Linked DNA regions of Oncorhynchus mykiss: region 2 is linked to region 1. A link is a contact called in public Hi-C data. All regions are on one chromosome and are shown on one strand. Each heading gives the region's core, a stretch centred on a gene start, on an enhancer-like site or on the middle of the called end of the contact. The rest is flanking DNA. Distances are from core to core; before and after follow the strand shown. Region 1 holds the start of LOC110500628 (nuclear factor 1 B-type). Region 2 overlaps LOC110500628 (nuclear factor 1 B-type).

The links. A called contact is a pair of places that touch in the nucleus more often than the background predicts.
Region 2: a Hi-C map of blood shows a contact between it and region 1, with 5 times the contacts expected there. The contact joins the enhancer-like site here to the promoter of LOC110500628 in region 1. A contact is called at or near these places in 3 of 3 Hi-C or Micro-C datasets (blood and liver).

Annotation. Positions count from the first base shown.
Region 1 is chr21:49,679,325-49,686,664 of USDA_OmykA_1.1, forward strand. LOC110500628 (nuclear factor 1 B-type) reads left to right here and starts at 1,344. Exons shown (of 12, transcript XM_036958088.1): 1 at 1,344-1,715. The coding sequence starts at 1,698.
Region 2 is chr21:49,715,787-49,722,754 of USDA_OmykA_1.1, forward strand. The region is part of intron 2 of LOC110500628 (nuclear factor 1 B-type); the gene reads left to right. Among protein-coding and RNA genes, the nearest start is that of LOC110500628, 39 kb to the left of the region's middle. Within about 2 kb of position 3,240, at least 3 of the 11 cell types and tissues checked have an H3K27ac peak or open chromatin away from gene starts, as enhancers often do.

The DNA.
Region 1 (7,340 bases), core at 94-2,593:
GACTCAGTGCACCAAAGGGATCATGCAGTCTTCGACGTTTCGGTTGACCAACTTTTCCAACCTCTCTCCGTGCTTGGTGTCGATTTATACACCAGTTCCCTCTTCGTAAGAAGGGAAGGACTGCTTTAAAAAAAGAAGCTTAGGCGTTGAAATCAGATGAGGATAATGGTAAAAGTTCTTAATTACCGATAACCTATTTATCGTAAAACATGTGTTTGACAGATAGGCATACATTTTGGGAGCACATGTTATAACATATAGCGCTAGTTTAGTTAATTTGCCTCTGAGTTTTTGCAGAGTGCATTCTTCCCCTGCATGCATGTCAGGGACTATATCAAGGACAATATCAGGAAGTAATTGAATAAAGCAGCCTAATTTGCTCTTATAACGGAATTTCTGAACAATCAATGTTAATTGGAAAATTGAATATTGTTGCATTGATTGAAGGTCTGTGCAAAACACTTAAGTTATATAGCATATACATATTTATTTTCATTTCGGAGATATACAAGTTATATAGAACAAATAAATAACTTTCTAATCAGCTTTATTATATTAGACGATTATATTCAGTGACCTCTAGACCATATCCACGTTCTGTTGGGCATTTGTATTTATGTCGCGTCCTCTGGGGCTATATTCACTTAGCCTATCATTCATTAAGCATTTTTAATTATAAAATATTGAACTACAATGGCAATGTATAAAACAAAATGCAGAGTCTGTGGACTGTATAAATCCTGTCACAGTCCATTATCCATTATCATTTGGATTCACCCAAGCCTGACCTTCCCTACTGTGTTGGTCCAGAGAATTGATGCAATTGCCTCATATAGAATATGAAGGATTTGCATATTAAGGAAATACTTCACCAAGAGTAGTTCTGTAAGCCTAGTTCAAATCAATTAAGGACAGTAGCCACACTGTTGGTAGCCTTTAGTACAATTTGAAAACTATTATAAATGATGGGCTGTAAAAACAAAAAAAGTACCTGGTATAATAATCATGGTAATATGCTAATAATAGTACGCCTATTAAAATCAATTTCATAAAGAGTATTATTATTCGTGACCAGTAGGCTATAGCCTATAATATAATAACATTGTGTTATGATTATATGTCTAATTGACATAATAACTAAAAATATATATTTGGTTTCCTTGTAACCACAGATAACATAAATGAACTCACATCTATAACCACTGAATAACCACAACTTCTGCCAGTCTAGCAGTTTGCAGCCTGTGATGTATTGCCACAAACACTGAGTAGCGAGCGGAAGTGAGGGGTCTACAAGCGGAGTCGTGAGGCCGCCGCGGCACTGACCAATGAGAGGCGAGAATCCAAGTTCTAGTGCGGAGCTCTCTTTGGCTGCGCAGAGCGGTACAGAGAAGGCAGTCAGATAGGGGAAAGTGAGGCGTAGACCTGCCCAGTTCCGAAAACTCAGCCTCTTCTGGATCGCATTCAACAACAACTGAACAACCCAAAAGCTATCCAAAAGTAAGACGTGAAGAGGAAGGAAGATTTTTTTGGGGGGCGACTTGATTTTACGCGCATTTCTGCCAAGAATTCTCTTACGTTTTTTTTGTTGCAAGCATTATCAAGAAAAAAAGCCTGAAAAGCACAAAGTTGAACGTGAGAAATGTGAAGGCACCGGCTTGTGTTTCACCCAGGTTCCAGGATCCCCCTTTAAATCCATGCAATACAGTGCAATGGTACGTGAACGTAGATTATTATTGCAATAACGTGTAATTTTACAACTGTTACAACATCGCCTTTTCCTACTGTTGACTTGCTCTTCACTGCAACCCGGTCTGGTTGAGCAGGAATAGAATTATGTCAATGACAACTGGACAAGACCCGTTAACAGATATGCAAATGCTTTTCATTGGTCGGAGGAGCGCCCAAAGAAAATGTATTGGCACACATACTGCGTTAACCTCCCTTGCCCCCTTTGTTGGCAATGAACTTCATTCGTAATGTATGGAGCAATTCTATAGGAGATTACAGAGGCAAGGCGTTAACAACAATGTCTGGTTTTCTGCGAACGAAAAAGTGCACATTTGTAGGGATAATTGTTCTAATTTACACCATATTTATGTCATTGCTATATAGTCCAATAATGAGCCGTAACTTCCGTGAAAAGGAAAAGGTTAACAACACGATGTTCCTCCGCGTGCAATGAAAAACAGGTTACGGGCCGGGCCATTGGCGAAGTAGTCGAGAATACTTTTACACAAAATCGCATTTTACTCTCTCAGGATTAAAAATGAAACATTATTTACTATTTGTTTGACACCAAATTGTAGTTTAGGCCAGTACATGTATATTACTGTGGAGTGAGTTGAAGCGAAGAGTCGTTGACAGGCTGCTCCTGTCCTCTGCGCTCTTCCAGTAGTTCCTAAATGGTGGATCTGTCCGGACCTCATAGGTCGTAGCTATGAGTTGTGGTGTTGGAAAATGTTGTTGTGATGTTGGAAAATGTTGTTGTCTCGTTTATGTGGTCGGTCATGCGGAAATTGTAATGACCTCAGGTGTGTCAGAGTTTTGGAACCACTCCACTGTTTATCCAAATTACATCAGAACCATGCGCCACCGTGACATACCACGGTTTGAACAGTTTCCTGTAACTGGCATAGTTTAGAAAGGCCATATGCTATAAATTTGCCCACATTTAAAGTGGCAATATACAGTTGCTACATCCATTTTTTTGGACGTATACATTAATGATATGTACCCATTGTTTCTTGAAGAATATACTTTATAAATGCCTCACGAGCTCAGTTCAACTGTCGTGCCTCATCAGAACCCAGAACCCTAAATATGTTTTTACTCCAATGTTTGTAAATAATGTCCATGTAAACAAGCATTATATAACCTCAAAACATGGTTAAAACTATCATGTTGATATCATGGATGGCCAGTCCTTGTATCCATAGCTCAGTCTAGGAATTTGAGAGTGGTTACATTTCTTCAGGTCTTTCACTGAGCTTTTTGTAGAAACGGGTGGGGAGCCAGAGGTATCAGGCAATAAGAATTAGGTTACTTGAAATTCTAAACTGTTTTCAGTTTTATTAAAGGTGTGCCATCAAGGCAAATCAAGTTACTTTTGTTGTAATTTCAACATGTATTGTAAGTAGAGGGGGCCATTGTATATACTGTGGATTGAGTGAGAAATGCATTTTAGAAGTTTATTATACACTATATTGGGCATTTCTATTGGATTTTCTGTTACATATGCCTGTATACTGTAAATGAAAATGATCGACCGGTTAAAGCTGCATGTAAAACAAGAGTTCGAATAATGTCTCGAGTCCTTACTGTATTTGTGAGGGGAATTTTCCATTGCGATTCTTTTTGAACGGGGCGCTGGTCCAAAGTCTTCCGCTCATAAAATCATAACTCATACAGCAAGAGAGAGAGAGGGTGGGGGGTGTCGTTTTATGCTGTGTTTTCTGAGGGAGACGAAAAGGTGGGCTAGTGGAAATGGAATGCGTTTGTTGGAGGAGGAGGAGTATAGACTATGACTGTGTAATTAAGTGAGAGAAAACATATTGGGGACGGATTTGTTAGTATCGTGCAGACTGAGGGTGTACAGGTCGATATTATAGGCAATCAAGTTTGAACAAGAAGAGTGTGGAATCTGAAATTCAGCGCTTTCTATACTTTTCACAATACTTTCATGAATTAACTTCTCACATTATAAAGCGCACTGTTCCAGAAAAGCGGGTTTTCTTTTTAACTTCATTCACCGGCTCGGATTGAGATAACCATATAGGGATTCAATGTGCTGCTTTGGAAAATAATAGCCTGTCTGCCATATCGTCTCCATTATCGTCTCCATTTAAACGGAGAACAGAGGATTGTTTGGACCTCCACAATCTAACTGATGTTATTGTATAACACCTTTGCGCGGATAACTTCTCCACAATCTTGCATGGTGCTTTACGGGCAAGGAGGAATGGCGCGATAAAGTGGTAGCCTATACCTGGCATTCAGAAGAATCAATCGAAGTACCTATTTTGTGTACACTGCTGGCTCATGATGTACTCTCCGATTTGTCTTACTCAGGTATATGGAATGATTTTAAGTTTTGATATCTTATTATCGATTATGTGTCTTTATTATATACGCAAGTGCCGCGCAATTTATTGAGTCGGCCTATCTTAGTTATATGATAGTCACTTGCACTACCAGGCGACTATCGACAAAACAATGCTTTGAAAATGGTCGTGTTTTGTATAAAACTATAGTTCATATACTGCTTATATTTTGTAGCTGCCATTGGTTTTATGTACCTTTTGGTATGGAAATGGTTTTCACCTGGCCTTACGTGTGTTGATTAAAAGTGCACGAAATAGGTTGTATTATAGGATGACAAGTTAATTTTGAGCTAGAAAGAACATGTGTGTTACCAGTGAGAGAGCCCCCCCCCCCCCCCCCCCCCCAAAAAGAGTATGTATAGTACCACCATGTGTATTCGACATAAACTACAGTAAAAGTCATCTTCCAAAATGCCGTGATCATAATCATGCTATCAGATTAAATTATGTAGAACTACATTCCCTTGTCCCGTGTCTCATGTGTAAACTGAAACAAATCATCAGATTACCCTTTAACCAAATTATATTATTATTATTCATATTTAGATTACCACAATTTGGTTATGGCCTGGTAATATTATAAAATTAAAATAATCATAGTGCGTTTCAGGAGAGCGTTTCACTCAGTTGAGCTGCATGGGAGCCACTTGCAGTGAATGAAGATGAAAACAATGATAATGGTTGATTCAGTGGTTAGACAGAGTAGCATGGCTTTTGGCTGACTCAGTTTGACTGTTTATATTTTACTTGGCATAAGTAAGTGATTGACTGAGATGTGGTTTAGTTTGTGCTTAAGAGGATTGGGCTTTTATGGCCTCAACTGAAGTTCACTGCACAAGGCCCCTGCCAACTCATTTGTCTTACACAGCATCACATGCAATTCATAGGCTTACCTTAGTAATGTTGCATAGCTAAACCTTAATTCTAGTGCAAACTAGGCTTACTTTCTTATATGAAGGGGAAACGTTTCTGACTTTTAATTGGTTGCTGTGTAAATACAATATATATATATATATATATATATATATATATATATATATATATATATATATATATATATATATATATATATATATATATAATCTTACTGTTACTGTATCAACAATTATTGGCAATATTATTAAAAACTAACGTTACTTTTATAACAACTAATGTCTTGCTTAAAATGTACTATCACTTCACAGCAATATTGACTATATTACAATTTTCTTTCTACATACTCAAAAAACGTTGCTTTTTATCTTTCAGAAACTCACCTTCTAAAGCAAAAGGGCTATAACAACATCAGTTCATACTTTGATAAAAATGTCATGAGTTGTTATTAATGATCGATTTTGCTTCAGTGTTTTAGTTCAGCGCCCAAAGTCACGTTTTATTGGCACATGACAGTGCAGATCAACGATGTGGCTTCCTCTGAGCAACACCATGCGGGTAGCATGAGAGCATAGATACAGGAGGGAGTGGATCTCTGTGGTTTTCCCATAGCGAGTCTGCCTGCCTACACAAAGAACAATATGTGGTTTAACTCCTCCAAAGCCTTTTTCAAAAGAGCCGTCTCACAATTTTTGAGTTTGAAATGTTAATGACTTAAACATTCTGATGTTTAAGTTTTTGCTGTTTACTAAGTCCAAACAGGTATACTATGAGATTGCTTTGTTATTTATTGTTTATGTTAAAAGTGTATTAAAACACTTTAGGCTGCCCATAGATTTGTCTCAACTTAAAAGTATTTGCAATAAAGTTGGTTTTATAAATAGTAAAAAACAAGTTCCTTTGAATTATTAACACCTAATTATTTTCAGAATAATTTGTCTTATTCAAAATTACATGCTCCTTGGCATTGCACTTTGCAGTCAAACAAGCTACCTGTAGACAGGCCTACGTTTGTGAGGAAAAACAAATCTAACCTACCCACCTAAAGTGGATTTAGAAAGGATTTAATTTCTGCTTAGCACAAGGCATTTCAATCCCCCCCTTATTAAAGGAGCAGAGGAACTAGAAAGAATGTGCAGGTTGTGCCAAGATGCCATTTTCATTGTCAACTTTGGTTAGATTTAGGAATGACTCGGAGTAAGTGCCATGCATCTATGAAAACACATTAAGGGATATGGCGCGGGACTGCAAACCTAGTCCCAAACCAATGTTCATAACGGCTATGAGCATTTTTGACTACACTCCAGTCCCCCCTTCTAGACTATCGTTTCTCCACTTCCAGCGAAGGGCAAATACATGTTGGAATGTGGACGGTTTGATAAGAGAAATGCAAGTGTGAGGGGGCATGATCCTCGTGCCAACTACCCAGCAGTCTTAGTCAGAGCATGTTCGGGGGAAACAGGAACAGCACCAGACTACATTCTAATCTGGGCTTCCCAGCAGTGTTAGTCAGAGCATGTTCGGGGGAAACAGGAACAGCACCAGACTACATTCTAATCTGGGCTTCCCAGCAGTGTTAGTCAGAGCATGTTCGGGGGAAACAGGAACAGCACCAGACTACATTCTAATCTGGGCTTCCCAGCAGTCTTAGTCAGAGCATGTGCGGGGGAAACGGGAACAGCACCAGACTACATTCTAATGTGGGCTTTCCAGAAGTCTTAGTCAGAGCTTGTTTGGGGGAGACGGGAACAGCACCAGACTACATTCTAATGTGGGCTTTCCAGAAGTCTTAGTCAGAGCTTGTTTGGGGGAGACGGAAACAGCACCAGACTACATTCTAATGTGGGCTTCCCAGCAGTCTTAATAGGAGCTTGTTTGGGGCAGACGGAAACAGCACCAGACTACATTCTAATGTGGGCTTCCCAGCAGTCTTGGTCAGAGCTTGTTTGGGGGAGACGGAAACAGCACCAGACTACATTCTAATGTGGGCTTCCCAGCAGTCTTAGTCAGAGCATGTGCGGGGGAAACGGGAACAGCACCAGACTACATTCTAACTGGGCTTTCCAGCAGTCTTAGAGCATGTGCAGGGGAAACGGGAACAGCACCAGACTACATTCTAATGTGGGCTTCCCAGAAGTCTTAGTCAGAGCATGTAGCAAGGGAAATGGGAACAGCACCAGACTACATTCTAATGTTGGCTTTGCTCTATTGTGGTGTTGGCGTTGTAATAAACACTGTGGCATCCTCATGTCTTCAGCAACCTAGATTGTTATTTCTCAGATGTAACCCCAGCCGTATTTAAGATGGTAAAACTGGTGTTAATGATGGTGTTTCTTTTTTTTTCTGAACAGATTTGTGCTGTAA
Region 2 (6,968 bases), core at 1,990-4,489, 38 kb after region 1:
TGAGACCACTTGTCTGACCTCGCTAGCCATCAGGTCAACAAGGTGGTCATGTCTAACAATGTACACACACACACACACACACACACACACACACACACACACACACACACACACACACACACAACCCCCCCCCACACACACAACCCCCTCCACACACACACATACACACACACAACCCCCCCACACACATACACACACACACAACCCCTCCCCCCCCCACACACACACATACACACACACAACCCCACCTCTCCCCCACGCGCACACATATACACACACAAACCCCCCCCCCCACAAACACCAAGCACACACTAATATGTACACACACACACAAACACCACCCATACACACATACATACACATACACATACACACACAACCCCCCCCCCCCCCCCTTACACACAAACGCACATGCATACACAGCTGGGTGTAAAGACCCCCATCATCAGGCTGGGTGGACTATCCTAGCAAACTGGAGGAAGTGGAGGAAAGAGCACCGGGGAAGGAGGGGAGGGAAAGGTAGAGGAAAGGGGGGAAGTGGCGAAAGAGGGAAATTCCAGATTTTTCAAATGATGGAAAAAATTAGTGTGATATTTAGGCTCAGTTCTGCAGTTCCATGTTACTGTAAAATAGATATTTAGGCCAAGTTCTACCGTTTCATGTTACTGTAAAATGGCGGCCTGCTTTTGCTGTCATCCGTGTGAACATTTTTGAGAGACTACAAAATTGGGAGCTTCGTGGGAAAGAGTGAAACAGCATTATGAGGACACATCCAACCCAAACAGTTGACCTCTCAAGGCACCACTATATAATCCTAATAATGAACACCTCTCAAGGCACCACTATACAATCCTAATAATGAACACCTCTCAAGGCACCACTATACAATCTTAATAATGAACACCTCTCAAGGCACCACTATACAATCTTAATAATGAACACCTCTCAAGGCACCACTATACAATCTTAATAATGAACACCGCTCAAGGCACCACTATACAATCTTAATAATGAACACCTCTCAAGGCACCACTATACAATCCTAATAATGAACACCACTCAAGGCACCACTATACAATCCTAATAATGAACACCTCTCAAGGCACCACTATACAATCCTAATAATGAACACCTCTCAAGGCACCACTATACAATCCTAATAATGAACACCTCTCAAGGCACCACTATACAATCCTAATAATGAACACCTCTCAAGGCACCACTATACAATCCTAATAATGAACACCTCTCAAGGCACCACTATACAATCCTAATAATGAACACCTCTCAAGGCACCACTATACAATCTTAATAATGAACACCTTTCAAGGCACCACTATACAATCCTAATAATGAACACCTCTCAAGGCACCACTATACAATCTTAATAATGAACACCTCTCAAGGCACCACTATACAATCTTAATAATGAACACCTCTCAAGGCACCACTATATAATCTTAATAATGAACACCTCTCAAGGCACCACTATACAATCTTAATAATGAACACCTCTCAAGGCACCACTATATAATCTTAATAATGAACACCTCTCAAGGCACCACTATATAATCTTAATAATGAACACCTCTCAAGGCACCACTATACCATCCTAATAATGAACACCTCTCAAGGCACCACTATACAATCTTAATAATGAACACCTCTCAAGGCACCACTATACAATCCTAATAATGAACACCTCTCAAGGCACCACTATACAATCTTAATAATGAACACCTCTCAAGGCACCACTATACAATCCTAATAATGAACACCTCTCAAGGCACCACTATACAATCCTAATAATGAACACCTCTCAAGGCACCACTATACAATCTTAATAATGAACACCTCTCAAGGCACCACTATATAATCTTAATAATGAACACCTCTCAAGGCACCACTATACAATCCTAATAATGAACACCTCTCAAGGCACCACTATACAATCTTAATAATGAACACCTCTCAAGGCACCACTATACAATCCTAATAATGAACACCTCTCAAGGCACCACTATACAATCTTAATAATGAACACCTCTCAAGGCACCACTATACAATCTTAATAATGAACACCTCTCAAGGCACCACTATATAATCTTAATAATGAACACCTCTCAAGGCACCACTATACAATCTTAATAATGAACACCTCTCAAGGCACCACTATATAATCTTAATAATGAACACCTCTCAAGGCACCACTATATAATCTTAATAATGAACACCTCTCAAGGCACCACTATACAATCTTAATAATGAACACCTCTCAAGGCACCACTATATAATCTTAATAATGAACACCTCTCAAGGCACCACTATATAATCTTAATAATTAACACCTCTCAAGGCACCACTATACAATCTTAATAATGAACACCTCTCAAGGCACCACTATATAATCTTAATAATGAACACCTTTCAAGGCGCTGGCAAATTAGGTCACATGACAGGTATCTTTGTTTTAGGTATCTTCCCTGTATTTTGTCCACCAGAAGATGTGCAGCCAGGCTGTGATGATGCCTACCCTGGGTTAGGTCTAACATGTATATCCTTATATTATGTTCCTATAGATACAGTACATCATTTACAATGGCAACACAGCCATATCCCTGTAGCATTCATGCAACCCCAATTCTTAAATACCATTGTTTACAGCTTTTCATACATGCAGAATAAATTTAGCGGTTGGTTCCCTTCTCCCAAACGGTTGCCCATGTAAGCTGCCCCAGGAGACCTCGGGAGCACTGGGACGATTTGCTTCCTTTAGTTGTAGCCAGGAATCTTCATACAAACTCTTCACACACACTCCTTACACTCCTTTGTGAGGAGGAACTTGTGGGTTGGAGGAGTGTGTGTGTGTGTGTGTGTGTGTGTGTGTGTGTGTGTGTGTGTGTGTGTGTGTGTGTGTGTGTGTGTGTGTGTGTGTGTGTGTGTGTGTGTGTGTGTGTGTGTGTGTGTGTGTGTGTGTGTGTGTGTGTGTGTGTGTGTGTGTGTGTGTGTGTGTGTGTGTGCGAGTGCATGTGTGTGTGCGAGTGCATGTGTGTGTGTGCATGCGCGTGCGTGCATTTTTCTAAGGATGGAGGTGGGGCACCGTTACTCATATCTTCAAGTTGTTTGGTGGTGTGTGTGTGTGTTTGATTATTGATTGTCGGTGCATTTGGGAGCTCCCCAAGGCGATAGCTCCAGGAGGTGTGGAGGAGGGGTTTTATGCTGCTTCTGGAACCCTGCCAGATCACTCTGACCTTGTGGTGGGCAACACCATCCGTTGCTCCTCCTGAGATATGTGAGGGTGTGTACTGTTCCAACCACTCCGCTCTGGTCTGCTAAGACAGACTGCTCCGAGTCCGCATGACCCTACAGCGAAAACGAATGAGCCCATCTCAAAGTCCTGCAGTATCAGGACTGCAGCTTGTTTCTGTTACTCAGAAATGGCGCTGAACACCTCTGACCAACACGTGTTTATGTGTTGCAACACAAGTTCCCCCCAGCCCTAACCCCCTGCTAAAACCTTTTTCCAGGTGTGTTACCGTTACTTGGGAACCACCCAACCCCCCTCCCTTACAGCCCCTCTCCCTATATCATCGTGGCTGGCATTGGTTTAACCCGGCCCTGGCATGGGGTTCATAACAACGTCTTGCTAGCTCCGATGTTTGGGCTCATTAGCAGGAAAGGAAGGGTTTTACTGGCCATGCGGCATGCAGACGTTTTTATGACACCTACTCCACAGCCTGTCGTCCTCTTATATCCGAGCAGGGTACTAGGATCGTTGAGCGGTTTTAACAGTCTTTACCTGAGGACATTACTGGGCGTATGGTTTGGGTAGGGGGTGGAAACATTGGAAACCAGACTCCAGCCCTCTGTTGACATTTGGTGGTAGTATGGTATACCACAAGACACAGCTCTGGACCGTTTACATTTGTGATGTTCCAGCACCACAGCACTGCATTTAGTTGATCCATCTCCATGGGATGCCCATCTCTGAGGTAATGTGCCGTCGTCAAAATGTCCTGTTAGCTTTCAGCCAATACAATACTTATCCATATCTCAATCACATGCTGGGAACACTGAAGATGGAACACTGAAGATGGATCACTGAAGATGGATCACTGAAGATGGAACACTGAAGATGGAACACTGAAGATGGTTCACTGAAGATGGAACACTGAAGATGGATCACTGAAGATGGATCACTGAAGATGGAACACTGAAGATGGATCACTGAAGATGGAACACTGAAGATGGAACACTGAAGCACAGTTGTGTGAAGAAAAACATGAATAAGGGAACATTCAGTCTTCATTTGCACCTGCTGGCATTTTCCCCGTATTGAAGTTTTGTCATGGCAGTAAAGAATTGCCTTGCCGACATCTGTTGGCAGTGCTGGTAGTCTGTTTTTATGTTTGTAATGACACATTAAACACCACTTCGTTCCAAACATGGTTACCACTGCCAGCAAAGCTGTCTGAATGAGTGCACAGCTTTGTTCCATTGTCTGTCTTGGACCAAGGCCACTCCGCCTTGCCTTAGATGTGGAATTATATGAGCCAATAATTCATCCAACGTCGTAATTAAGGTGTGTGAGGTCGTTGGCGTTGTGTGTATGGATATGTGTTTACATCTGTGTCATTGGCACAGGGTGAGGGTGGCAGAGGGCAGAGTTCCTTCGTGGCCTCTCGCCCAGCTGGAGAGAGGCCATGCTTGCCCTCTGAGAGGCACCCTCTTGCCCTGGCACTTCCCACTATCACTGCCCACCTCTCCTGCAAGTGGGGATTCCGTTCTCCAAGTCATCAGCCAAAGGCTCGCGGTAGTAAGATTGGCTAGTGGGAGTCACAGGCATTCGTCGCTGGCTGGAGTTCAGAGTTATAAAGATATGGAATCCTCCATTCAAAATTAAGTCTGCAAGTATTTTTTGACACTGTACTGTTGGTAGCCATTCGCAGGCCAAGTGTCTGAGATCTGAATTGTGTTGGTTATATTTTCATCCGAGAGGAACATTTACAGTAGCTCACATTAATTTACAGTAGTTAACTTTCATTTACAGTAGCTAACTTTCATTTACAGTAGTTAACTATGCTCCAACATTATGCCAATAAATCAACTCTAACACAGTGCCTTCAGAAAGTATTCAGACCCTTTGACTTTTCCCCAAAAATGTTGTGTTACGGCTGGAATTTCAAATGGATTCAATTTAGATTTTTTTGTCACTGGCCTAAACACACTACCCAATAATAACTCTTCTTGAACTGCACTGTTGGTTAAGGGCTTGTAAGTAAGCATTTCACGGTAAGGTCTACACTTGTTGTATTCGGCGCATGTGACAAATAATGTTTGATTTGATTTGAATATCAAAGTGGAATTCTGTTTTTCAAAAATGTTTCCGCATTATTTTAACATTTTAATCTGAAGAGTCATTTGGGTATTCAACTCCTCTGTTTTGGCAAGCCTAAACAAAAGCCTAAACAATAAATTCAGGTGTAAAAATGTGCTTAACACATCACATAATATGTTGCATGGACTCACTCTGTGCGCAATAATAAGGTCCCAGAGTCGAGCAGAGAATTTCAAACACAGATTCAACCATCAAGTCCAGGAAGATGTTCTAATGCCTCGCAAAGAAGGGCACCTATTGGTAGATGTGTATTTTCTTTTTAAAATGTTATTTATTACACTTTGGATGGTGTATCAATAAAGCCAGTCACTACAAAGATACAGGTGTTCTCCTAACTCAGTTGCCGTAGAGGAAGGAAACAGCTCAGGGATTTCACCATGAGGCCATTGGCTGTGATAAGAGAAAACTGAGGATGGATCAACAACATTGTAATTACTCCACAATAATAACCTAATTGACAGAGTGAAAATAGGGAAGCCTCTACAGAATAAAAATATTCTAAAACATGCATCCTGTTTGCAACAAGGCACTAAAGCACTACTGCAACAAATGTGGAAAAGCAATTCACTTTTTGTTCTAAATAAAAAGTGTTATGTTTGAGGCATATCCAATACAACATTACTGAGTACTACTCTTCATATTTTCAAGCATAGGGGTGACTGCATCATGTTATGGGTATTCTTTGTTTGGACTGGGGAGTTTTTCAGGATAAAAAAGTAACAGAGTTGAGCTAAGCACAAAGGAAAGCCTGGTTCAGTGTGCTTTCGACCATACATTGGTCGACTATACATGAATTCACCTTTCAGCAGGACAATAACCTAAAAAGGGACAAATCTACACTGGAGTTGCTTACCAAGAAGACAGTGAATGTTCCTGAGTGGCCAAGTTACAGTTTTGACTTAAATCTACTTGAAAATATATGGCAAGACCTGAAAATGGTTGTCTAGCAATGATCAACAACCAATTTGACAGCACTTGAAGTATTTTTAAAGAATAATGGGCAAATGTTTCACAATTCAGGTGTGGAATGCTTTTAGAGACTTACCCAGAAAGACTCACAGCTGTAATCGCTGCCAAAGATGCTTCTACAAAGTATTGACTAAGGGGTGGGAATACTTATGTAAATTAGATATTTATGTATTTGAATTTCAATAAATTTGCCAAAACTTCTAGAACTCGGTAGCCATGAAGTGCTTTGAAAGGCTGGTCATGGCTCACATCAACAGCATCATCATGGATACCCTAGACCTACTCCAATTCGCATACCACCCCAACAGGTCCACAGATGATGCTATCTCAATCGCACTCCACACTGCTCTTTCCCACCTGAACTAAAGGAACACCTATGTGAGAATGCTGTTCATTGACTACAGCTCAGCGTTCAACACCATAGTGCCCACAAAGATCATCACTAAGCTAAGGACCGTGGGACTAAACACCTCCCTCTGCAACTGGATCCTGGTCTTCCTGACGGGTCGCCCTCAGGTGGTAAGGGTAGCCAACAATACATCTGCCACGCTGATACTCAACACTGGGGCCCCTCAGGAGTGTGTGCTTAGTCCCCTCCTGT